2 separate regions of the Mus musculus genome follow, and region 1 is linked to region 2. A link is a contact called in public HiChIP or PLAC-seq data. All regions are on one chromosome and are shown on one strand. The core of a region is the stretch at or near the end of the contact, and the rest is flanking DNA. Distances in the headings are between cores, read along the strand shown. Region 1 overlaps Nkx2-2os (NK2 homeobox 2, opposite strand). Region 2 has its middle 54 kb from the start of Gm52577.

Region 1 (5,346 bases), core at 715-3,214, 680 kb after region 2:
AACATACATCTCATTTTCGTGGTGACTTGTCACATGAGGTCAGAGGGGGAGGCTTTCCACGCATGGTGACAAGTGGGTGCTCAGATGTGGGGCCATTTCCCACCGTGGATTTTCAGACTACAGCCGTGCCTGTGAGAACAAAGTCAAAGGAAGCTGAGGAGCAGAGAAGATGGGACCTGTTCAGGTGAAGGCTCTCCAGCAGCCAGTGTGTGAAATAGCTGCTCTACTTAACCGTTGCGCGAGGCTGTGCCAGGCTTTGTGGTACTTTGCCCTCACTACCTGTTAGTAGCTGAGAGGAGATCATGCTTCGGAAACCAAGCCACTTGGTTGCAGATGTTCAGTTCAAACTATGCATTACATAACAGTCATTATTTAACTTCAGTGCTTTAGCGCCCTCCAGTGGAATATGGATGTCATCACATGGAATGCTTCAAGGATGAAATGATGTCTTGAGGCATCTCCTGGCACAGAATGATCACCACCTTGTGAGTCTTATCCACTGACAGTAACATCCTAAAGTCTCTGGTCCTCTCCCCTCTAGAAGATTCCCCAGCCTCCAAGGTGGCAACCTCCATCAAGATGCTGATAGTGCTTGTAGTTTCCGGCAGCAACTTGCCAGACCCAGTGGTCCAGATCTTCCTTAGTAAGTGAGGGCAAGATTAGAGAGAGGAACACTTCCTTATATAAACGGAGAAGTTTGGGTTCAGAAAGGAGAGTCATGTAATTTGTTACACCATGAAGTTGACAGCAGAGCTAGCTCCAGTTCTCTTGTCTCCTCTGATGTCTCTTCTCAGAGACATGCATTCTGACAAAAAAAATGGAAGGCGGGGGTTGCTTGTGGAACAGCGGAATTGGAAATGTTGTCAGAAGACTAACTTGCTCCAGTGAGAGAATGGGCAGAGTTCAGTTATGTGCTTCCTATGACGTTTTAGTCAGTGGCCGATTGTGTGTGAATGACAGCATCACCAGGGAGACCAAGTAGGGAGTAGCCACACCATTTAGATATATGTAAATGTACTCTACTGGTTATAATCACTTTTAAAGTGTGTGTACACGTGCGTGTGCATGGGGGGGGGGAAGGTAGAGGCTCATGTACGCCTGAGAAAGTCAGATGATGGCCTCAGGTCTCAGGAGTGCTGTCTATCTCCCTTTCGAAACAATTTCTTATTAGCCTCACACTCAACCAATTATGTTATACAGCTAAACAGCAAGTCTAGGAACTCTCCCCTTGTCCCAGCCTCCCCAGTGTTGAGATTACCTATATACGCCACAGTACACAGCTCTTTTTCCTTGGGGTCTGGGAGATTGAACCCAGGTCCTCAGGAGATTGAACCCAGTGAGCATTTTACCAACTGAGTCCATTTCCGTAACTCTGTGGTCCATCTTGATTGTCACCCTGAGGGTAAGGAGAGCTACTTAGGAGACACACCTTTGGGTATATCTGTTACAGTGTTTCCAGAAAGTTTGCTCTGAGATGGGAGGGCCTGCCCCAGATGTTTATGGCCCTGTTTCACCGCTGGGGCCCAAGGATGAATAAGGAGAAAGTGCGGTGAGCACCGTCCTTTGTATGTTCGTTTCTCTCAGCTGCCTGAGTGCAAACTCAACTTGGCCAGACTTTTGTTGCCTTCCTTCCTGGCTGCGATGGATTGTCCCGTCAGGCTATAAGTCAAAATAAAATCTTTCTTCTTTATGTTTCGTTTGCTGAGCATTTTATCAGCACAGTGAGATAGACCAACGAATACCTCAAACAGCCCATGATGTTTGCACAGTGACACAAGGTCTACCAACACATTTCTCAGGACTGATCTTTCAGCCACACACGACTCTGGAAACACTCCCTGTACTCAGGAGGCCACAGTAGTGACACAGATAACCTTTGTCGCCTTTGCCTTGGAGTGGGTGCCACAGGGCAGAGACTACTGGAAGCCCAAAGAGCAACAGAAAGGAGGCACCTCTGCAGGAGGCTAGAGATGGAGACACTCTTTGGAGGCAGGCAGCTGCCCTCCCTCACATAGAAACAGCCCTCTCTCTTCTTCAATATTGACCTGCAGAGAAAGAAAAAAAGAACCCATCTTAATACTTTTTCAGTAGATCATGAAGCAGTTTATTTAATATTATTTGGATAACAAGCCTCCACATGAATGGGATTCGAATGTCAATTGTCTTAGGGGGAAAAAGATTTATTGGTTGGTAAATATTGAGAAAGGAACGCTGATAAAGACCGGCTTCAGCTGCGGCCTCGGCCGGGGACGGGAGAACAGGCCTGTGTTGTATTTTGGGGCCCTGGGAAGGCAAAAACTGGTGAATGTCTGCCTTTGTTGGTGGGTGTAAAAGTGGAGCCCACCACAAATAATTTCTTATTTCTGTTCACATAGATTTTAAATTATGTAGCTCCCCTACCTTGTTAAGCATTAAAGCGGTCTTGTTTAAGGAAAAGGCACTTAAATAATGAAGCTTATGTAGTTTGTTTTCAGACATCAATATCTGGCTTTGAGTGGCACAAAGAGATAAAGGAATGTGGATTCACGGCTTACTGAGATGCTTGGCAATTCTAATTCAACCCGACTGCGAATGGACACAAGACTGTTGTGACTCCTCCTGAGGAGAGAGAAGGCTGGGTGAGCACGTGGTTTGGGGAAATTGTATTCTCTTCTTCAAGTTCTTCTGTTTCCGAACATTTAATCCCACTGTTCTCATCTTTAATGAAGGTCTCTTTGGTAAAGAATCTTTTTCCTGGAATGGCAGAGGGCAACAGAAGCTGGATTCAGAAGCACACAGAGCTGGGGAATGTGCGCTGCAGTGGGACTCAGACAGGGAAAGGCTGCCATCTTGTGGTCGGCTTGGTGCTCTGCAGTCTGTGAACTGTCCCTCTGCAGAAGCCAGCAACCCTGGAGGGAAGGAGTCTGAATGCTGGATTTCTGCAGGACAATGTGGATGCCTTTAGGAATTACTCTGACTGTGTTCAGGTGCCCTCCGAGGTAGCCTCCAGCGGGTATTCTGCACGTATATCGTCATTCCTGGGGCAAGGCTAGGCCTCACAGACACTTGGCAGACTGAGCAGGACAACCAGCAAACAGTGAGAACAAACAGCCAGACACATATGCACCATGTACTTACTGTGTTCCTGGAAGGCAGCCAACTGAAAAACACCCAGGACAAGGTGAGGAGATAATATCAATATACCTAGGAAGAAGTATACAGAAATGACCTGTGGTGCTTCATCTAGCAGGACATCTGGTCAACCCCTCAGACAAATCCAAGCCAGAACAAGCAAGATCTCTGGCCTGGGGGATTTATTCTTTTATAAAATTGTATAAACACACTTGTAGAAATGTTACACATGGTATGAAAGAAAAACAAACAGAGATCTTCAGAGAGCAAAGCAAGATCAGAGTCCGGGCCACTCTAGTCACTCAAGGCTCACACTTAGTGCCATCAGCTTCCAGACATCTTTCCATAAACGTACTTAGTGGAAATTCAGAACACACCTTGATTTAAATGTAGTCAGACCTTCCATCTCATTGGGTAGGGTGCTTTGACACTTAGCACAGAGCCAGATATAATATTCCAGGTCAATACTAATTAAATCAGCGGTGGCACAAGCCTTCAATTCCAGCACTCAGGAGCTTGGGAGGCAGAGGCAGGTGGATATCTGTGAGTTCAAGGCCAGCCTGGTCTATGGAGCTAGTTCTCAGACAGCCAAGGAAACACAAAGAAATCCTATCTTGAAAAACAAACAAAAGTTGGGTTTTAAAAATTAGTTGTGTAATTAATAGCTAATAATAAGCTAATAAGCCCCCACTTGGCTTCTGCTATGTGTTGGACGCCATATTGAATGCTTGCATAAGTAATCTTCTGCAATCTAAGAACAGCAATCCAAAGCATAGATCTTTATTATCCCCTTCACATTGACGGTGATGGTGACACTGGAACACGAGATATTAGCCAGCTCTCTCCTTAGAACCTGATATCTATTTTTATATACTTCTCTTTTCTTTTAGAATTTCACACACGAGTACTACATTTACATCATTGTTGTTCCTCCCTCTCTCCACTTCAGCTCTTTCTCTGTTCCTCTAACCCCCTCTCGGATTCATGAGCCCGTCTTCTTTATTATCTAACACACATTCATGCACACATGTTTATGTAGGCACACACACACACACACACACACACACACACACACACAGAGAGAGAGAGAGAGAGAGAGAGAGAGAGAGAGAGAGAGAGCCTGCTTAGCTCATTGGCATTACTCATATATGTATTCATTTGGTATTTGATAACCATCAGGATTATTGTCCCTAAAGAAGACAAATTTGCTCTCCCTCAGTAGCTGTTAACACCCGTAGATCTTAATCTAGAGGTAGGGGCTTGTGAGAGTTCCACTCTCCATGTTGGCATGTCAACAGTGGTTGTGGAAGTCATGATTAGGTGAGCATAGCTTTACTATTGTATTACTGTAGCTTCACTGTCATAAATAGAAGACAGTATCTCACAGCAGAATTGCTTGTCTTCTGACTATAAAAATGCTTTTATCCCCTCTTCCATGATGTTCTCTGAGTTATCGGTGTAACAGTTGTATTGTAGATGTGTTAACTGGGGTTGGACACCCCGTGGTCTGCATTTTGAGCAGTTGTGGATTTCTGTTATAATCTCTTCCTGCTTAAAAAAAAAAGCTTCTTTGATTAGGGCTAAAAGCTATACTTATCTGTGGTTATAAGGATAAGTCATTATAATGCAGAAGGGACTTACACTATTATACATAATATCATTTAGCATAAATTGAGTTTAAATTATATTACGGTTTGGAAAAGTGGCAGTAGCAGGTTCTTCTCTGGAGTTCATGACCTTATAAGCCATGGGTAGTTGGCCAAGTTTACAGACTCAGGCATGGGTTTCTCCCTTATTGAGTGGGCCTGAAGTCCAGTTACAGAGCTATTGGTTGTCTCCTGGATATAATTGCTACTATTGTGCCAGTACAGATAACTTGCCACATTGGTCATACAAACTTGGGGTATATAGGCTACAGCCTATAGGTTGGAAACAGCTACTGATTGTCTTTTTCCCTTAGGAGCTTGCATAAGAGCCTGTGCTGTTGACCAGTAAGCCAGAAACGTACCCTCATTCACTTAGAATGTGTTCATGATGGACATTAAGGTGTTTTCACATTTTCTGCTATTAAAGATAAGGATGTAGTGAAACTGTAAGGCAAGCACTTCTTGACACATTTGTACTCACCAGAGAGTTCATCTGAAAGGGAGGAGTTTGGGTAATGCACTTTTGGATCACTGCAATCCACCTTCAGAGAAGACATGTTGACTCTCACTAGCACTACCTGAGGAGCTC
Region 2 (5,117 bases), core at 858-3,357:
CTTTAGGCTGCATATATGGCTCAATTGGTAGAGTGCTCAACCAGCATGCACAAAGCTCTGGGGTTGGTCCCTCAGAATGGTGGTAGAAACCACGTGTGGTGTAATGACACATGTCTGTAATCCCAGTACTTGGGGTGTGGGGGTAGAGTGAAGGCAGGAGGATCAGAAGTTCAAGGTCATTTTGCTACATAGCAAGTTCAAAGACAGCCTAGAAAAATGATACCCTGTCTTAAACAAAATAAGACCAACTTATTTTCAGTAGCAGCCTCTGTATTTGTGATTGATATCACTTTTGTATTGTTACTCCTCTGAATTATCATTAGGCTGATTTTAAATGGTTTTTTAATTTTCCCAAATCAAGAAAATAGACGGATTTAAGAACACAACCGTGGGTCTTTCATGAAAACTGATTTATCCGGAGAACACTGTGATCTCTGTAATAGCGATGTTGGGACAAGAAATGAAATTTTCCTAAAGGACATTTAGGGGTAGCTTTTGTGATTTATTTCTCGTAGGTAGTCAAACTTGGTTGGAATAGTGCCGTGGCATATAATAAGAATGGACCATCTTATTACTTATCTAAGAATCTCCTCCCTTGACGTAGATGGATGCAGAAACGTGGGTCAGGCAGCCTGGGAGATAGAACGCGCTGCTCCAGGTGTGGCAGGGCAGAGATAGATACACAATGGTCAAGGACAGGAAACCCATCTGGTTGGTAAAAGATGGTGCTAGGCAACCGGTGGTCACCTAGGCAACCATTAGGGTTGGGGTGGGGGGAGTCTAGCAAGAAGTGACAGGGAGTCCAAATGATGGGACAGACATGTACACAGAGGCAAGCAATGGAGGTAGGGGCTATGTGGAAACCCAGGCAGGTGGTCAGCCTTGATGACATCTGTCAGCTGCAGGCACAATACATTAAACTATGTGGAGGGCAAGAGCTGGAGAGTATTTCAGGACTAGGAAGATAGGAGACTCTGGAAGGTATCAAAAGGAGACAGGCACCTGGGAATATAGATGATGCTGTAGGTGTGAGAACAAAGCTCTGGATGCTGAAGGCTTCAGAGAGCAAGTAGAACCAAACGGAGCTATAACCCAACATATCTTATGGATCAAAGAATTATGACATCTCTAAGTATTTGTGTAGGACATCTTAATTTCCTTTCCCTGTAAACCACATATTTGGGAGACCAGACAGGGTATTTCCAAGGTAAGCATAGCTGGTTAGATGTTATTGGGTTTAGAAGTCTGGGAGAGATTTTTAATCAGGGAAAGGAACTGTCATTCCACAGTCTGGAATGATCCTGGTAAGTGGTTGGTAACGTGTGTCTAAGAGCATTTGAGTGCATATGGAGCGAGTCTTTGCAGGGCTTGCCAGTGGGTTCAAGTGTTCATGCACATGGCAGGGCAGCCAGATGTCCTTGCTTGGTAGCTAAATGGTAGACAGCTATCTCAGAATAAATTTCTATGTATTTCCAACAGTGGACTGTGCTTGTCAACACCATGACTGGAGCCCACTTCCATTTCCTCAGAAGGCGCCACCATTCTGTGTTTAATTTCCACCCACCAGATAGGCAAACTGATGGGAAAGTAATGACAGAATAGTGCTCTTCACCCTGGACACAGTGTCAGATGGAGCCCCTGTCTAGATTGTCATGGCTTTTGGGAAGTAAGATGTCACACTTCAGAAGATGTGGTCTAGTCTGGGAAGGGGGATAAGGTTGTATGTCGCTGGAAATCAAAACTTTTTATGTGACCCTGAACTCAACATTGTCCCTTCTTTGGCATCTCTAGTGACCCTCCCTAAGGAGATTAAAGATGGTCACTCCTTTTCAAATTTCTGATGCTGGGACCCGTGAAGCAAAAAGGAGGGGCACGAAACAGAATTCAATAGTCTGGGTAACTCTAGAATAAATAGCTTGGCTGGGTGTGGAAGTCAGCGGGTGGATCTCGATGAATAGAGCCCTCAGTGTCTCTGGTGCACAACTGGTCTTCTTTTGTTTATGAGTCTTTAGCTCTCTGTTATATAAACATCTGGAGGGCTGAGTATCATTTCTGCACTAGTCAAGGAAGAATGCATCTTATATTCTCCCACAAAAAGGCAAACTGGTGTGTGGGCTGCACCAGCGAAGGAACTGGAAAATCTGTGTGGTGTGGCCTTGAAGGAGTCACTCTGGGCCTGTGAATCACTTTTCTTTCCTCCCCCAACATCTGTGAAGCAATGAAATAGTATGTGTGAAGAAGACTCGAGATTCCTTTCCGGGTAGAACTGAGTGTGTTTGTTTGACATCAGCAGCAGCCATAAACAGGGCAGCGTATCAAATGGAAATGAAACTGTAGTCATAGCTTTCAAACATTATTTTTTTCCACTGAAGTAGTGAGCAGTCTGCCAATCACAAAACTGCTTAATTCAATATCTGGAGTATTTTTCCATTGTGGTTACCTGTGTGTGTACCTTCTGGGGCTCTAGGATGAATAAAAAACAAACCAAAACAAAAACAGTTAACATCACCATCTGATCAGTGTTTTGTCCTGAAGATGAAGTGAAGGACTTGATTGTTTTTGACCATACTGGTCATGGATAGCTTCACTATTGAAAATGTGGTTCACCGACCAGTGTCATAGACATGACATCATCCATGACCTTGTTGGAAAGGCAGACTCAGGGTATCCCCACTCCTACAACCTTGAATCAGAATCTGCCTATTAACAAAATCCCTAATGCCTTCCTTATGCTGTTGAACCATATATACACCAAACTTTGATGCTTTGTTAAAATATCCTTACTTAGACCACAGTCCCCGACGCACATTTATTGAGATTCTACTGTATGCCATGGACCATTGTAGGTATTGAGGATAGAGAGAAATCCTGGTTTTCACAGAACATTAGTGCTGAGAGAAAGAGGGAGGGGTGAAGAACACGAGCAAATAACTAAGGTTTTTATAAGATCTCTGGTAATTCTGTTTAAAAACAAAACAAACAGATCAACAACCCCCACCCCCACCCCAACCCTCCAGAAATTGAGCATGGTAGCTCATGGCTATAATCCTAACACTATAAAATCTGAGACAGAAAGATCTTATTGTGAATTCAAGGCCAGAGAGATCTACATGGTGAGTTCCAGGCTAACCTTGAGGACAGACTAAAACCCTGTGTCAAAACACAAACATCAATAGCATGCAAAAGCAGACCCCACCCCCCAATAACACCTTGCCATAGTTTTATAATGCTTCTTTTGAGGTCAAGAAATAAGACAGAAGAAACCAGACTGATGGGGGTTAGCATTGGTCTGTATGGTGTCCTTTGGTCACAGAACCACCTGTCAAGAGGACTAAGAATGGCTGGGCTAAGAGACAAGTACTGAACCCAGAGGTGCCTGAACTCGCTTCTAATCTGGAGACTCTTCCTTCCTATTGCAGGAAAACCCAGGGGGAAGGTGAGAGATGGGGGAAAACACACATCGTGTTCCTCCCATCTGATCTTTGTGTTGATGTCTAGATGGAAGGGGAGGGGCTGAGGAGGCAGGCAGAGGTGGTCCCCCTCCCCCCAAGCAAAGCTCCTATGTCAATGCCAGCCATTCAGTAGGAGATCTTCACACCCCAGGCCTGGGTAGCTCCTTCCACATGTGCACTTAGGATAGTATCAGATAAATTCGGAGAATATTTGCCTCTGGAGGAGGGGTAGCCTTAGATTCAAGTGTCATATTTAAATAAGGCTCTGCTGAAACCAGCTAAATGTCCTCCAGTTGGTGACAGATTTCCTGGAAATTGATGTTCACAACAGTGGAAATGGGGCTCAGAGTCCAGACAGAGAATCCTGTACTTAGAGAGATTTTGTTCTGACCACTTACCTGGGGTCAATGGAATGCTCTGCGTTGGGGACCAAGTTTCATGTTGCCAGAGTTTCTGCCCAGCACTGTCATTTCTAGTTCTTCCTCTTTTAACCAGAGGCTTAAATGCAAGCGAAGTAAAAGTCAAGTCTATTTTAAATAAAAGCAGGGTGGTGTCCACAAGAGCTGCACTGAGTAGGAATCTTCTAAAGTAGAGGCAATAGTTCCGTGTAAGTAGCCAGCCACCCCTGTACCACCCAGAGCCTCCCACTGTTTCCAAGCATGACAATATGAAACTTCTTCATTGTGAGTTAGAAGACTGTGCTCTTATCCTTGGCCTGTGACACTTACCTTCTTGGATCTGGGGGGAAAGACAAGAAATGCGTCTTTCCAGTTTTGCTCTAAGGTCACCTTGTTTCCGTGCAGAACGGTTTGTGGATCCAGATGCTCATCCGCCTTTGGGTAGCTGGCATTGACAGATGAAGGTGAACCTCTCTGCTTGCTCCTGGGATAAAAAGAACATACTTAAACGAGAAGGTCACCTACATTGACTCTTCTCCCTCCTAGCAAAGCAAACAATTACCAAGACAATGAGGACAGCCTTAAGTTAGAGGCAACTGGGGTGTGGGTGGCATGTGGCCACCCTAACCTTGAAGGTGACCTCCCATAAGAATAGAAGTCACTGTGCAGAACAACAGAAGGCAGTCGAGGCATTTGTGGGGAAGCCAAAGGAAGGATCTTGTGTGGGGACAGCAGGACAGTCACTTGCTTAAGACCCTTCAGGCCAGCACACATCTCTGCACGCTCATTCAGATGCACTGTCTGGGAAGTGGGACTGGCAGAAGAAAGGCTTAGGATTGGAAAGCTGTGGGATCCGTTTGCAAGACAAAGCTGGTATGACCAATCTGCGGAGGGTCCGGTTAAAGGGACTGAGGGTAATCTGTGGGTTTGTCCTGTTAAGTTGCAAAGGGTAAACTCATAACTGGGCTGTGGTTCTCAGTGGGTTGGGCTTCGTATCCAGCTCCTGTTTTGCAATATCAAGAAAGAGAAGTGGAGCTGGAAACCTTCCTTAGAAATCAAGTTTTTTTGTTTTGTTTTGTTTTTGGTTTTTGTTTGTTTGTTTGTTTTGTTTGTTTGTTTTTTTGCCAGGCTTGGTGGCCCATGCCTTTAATCCCAGCACTTAGGAGGCAGAGGCAGGCGGATTTCTGAGTTCGAGGCCAGCCTGGTCTACAGAGTGAGTTTCAGGACAGCCAGGGCTACATAGAGAAACCCTGACTCGAAAACAGAA

Evidence for each region. HiChIP or PLAC-seq counts read pairs in DNA pulled down with a chosen protein or histone mark.
Region 1: an H3K27ac HiChIP or PLAC-seq map of oligodendrocyte precursor cells shows a contact between it and region 2, with 31 times the contacts expected there. The contact joins two enhancer-like sites. A contact is called at or near these places in 3 of 39 promoter capture datasets (the 3T3-L1 cell line, embryonic stem cells and hippocampal neurons), 6 of 15 datasets of contacts at CTCF or cohesin (embryonic stem cells, large pre-B cells, pro-B cells and 1 more), 133 of 484 Hi-C or Micro-C datasets (3T3-L1-derived adipocytes, the AtT-20 cell line, B cells and 66 more), 21 of 115 datasets of contacts at active chromatin or transcription factors (PVALB interneurons, astrocytes, embryonic basal ganglia and 9 more) and 1 of 9 other capture datasets (embryonic stem cells).

What each region holds. Positions count from the first base shown.
Region 1 is chr2:147,305,112-147,310,457 of GRCm38.p6, forward strand. Nkx2-2os (NK2 homeobox 2, opposite strand) reads left to right here. Exons shown (of 6, transcript NR_030769.3): 5 at 1-3,160. It overlaps Gm14110 (a long non-coding RNA gene), which reads right to left. Exons shown (of 3, transcript XR_003953941.1): 2 at 3,118-3,183; 3 at 1-2,045. Among named protein-coding and RNA genes, the nearest start is that of Gm14110, 16 kb to the right of the region's middle. Within about 2 kb of position 1,965, at least 12 of the 459 cell types and tissues checked have an H3K27ac peak or open chromatin away from gene starts, as enhancers often do. A contact at or near this core is called in oligodendrocyte precursor cells and stem cell-derived neurons, where this site is marked.
Region 2 is chr2:146,626,849-146,631,965 of GRCm38.p6, forward strand. No RefSeq gene overlaps it. Among named protein-coding and RNA genes, the nearest start is that of Gm52577, 54 kb to the left of the region's middle. Within about 2 kb of position 2,108, at least 15 of the 459 cell types and tissues checked have an H3K27ac peak or open chromatin away from gene starts, as enhancers often do. A contact at or near this core is called in oligodendrocyte precursor cells and stem cell-derived neurons, where this site is marked.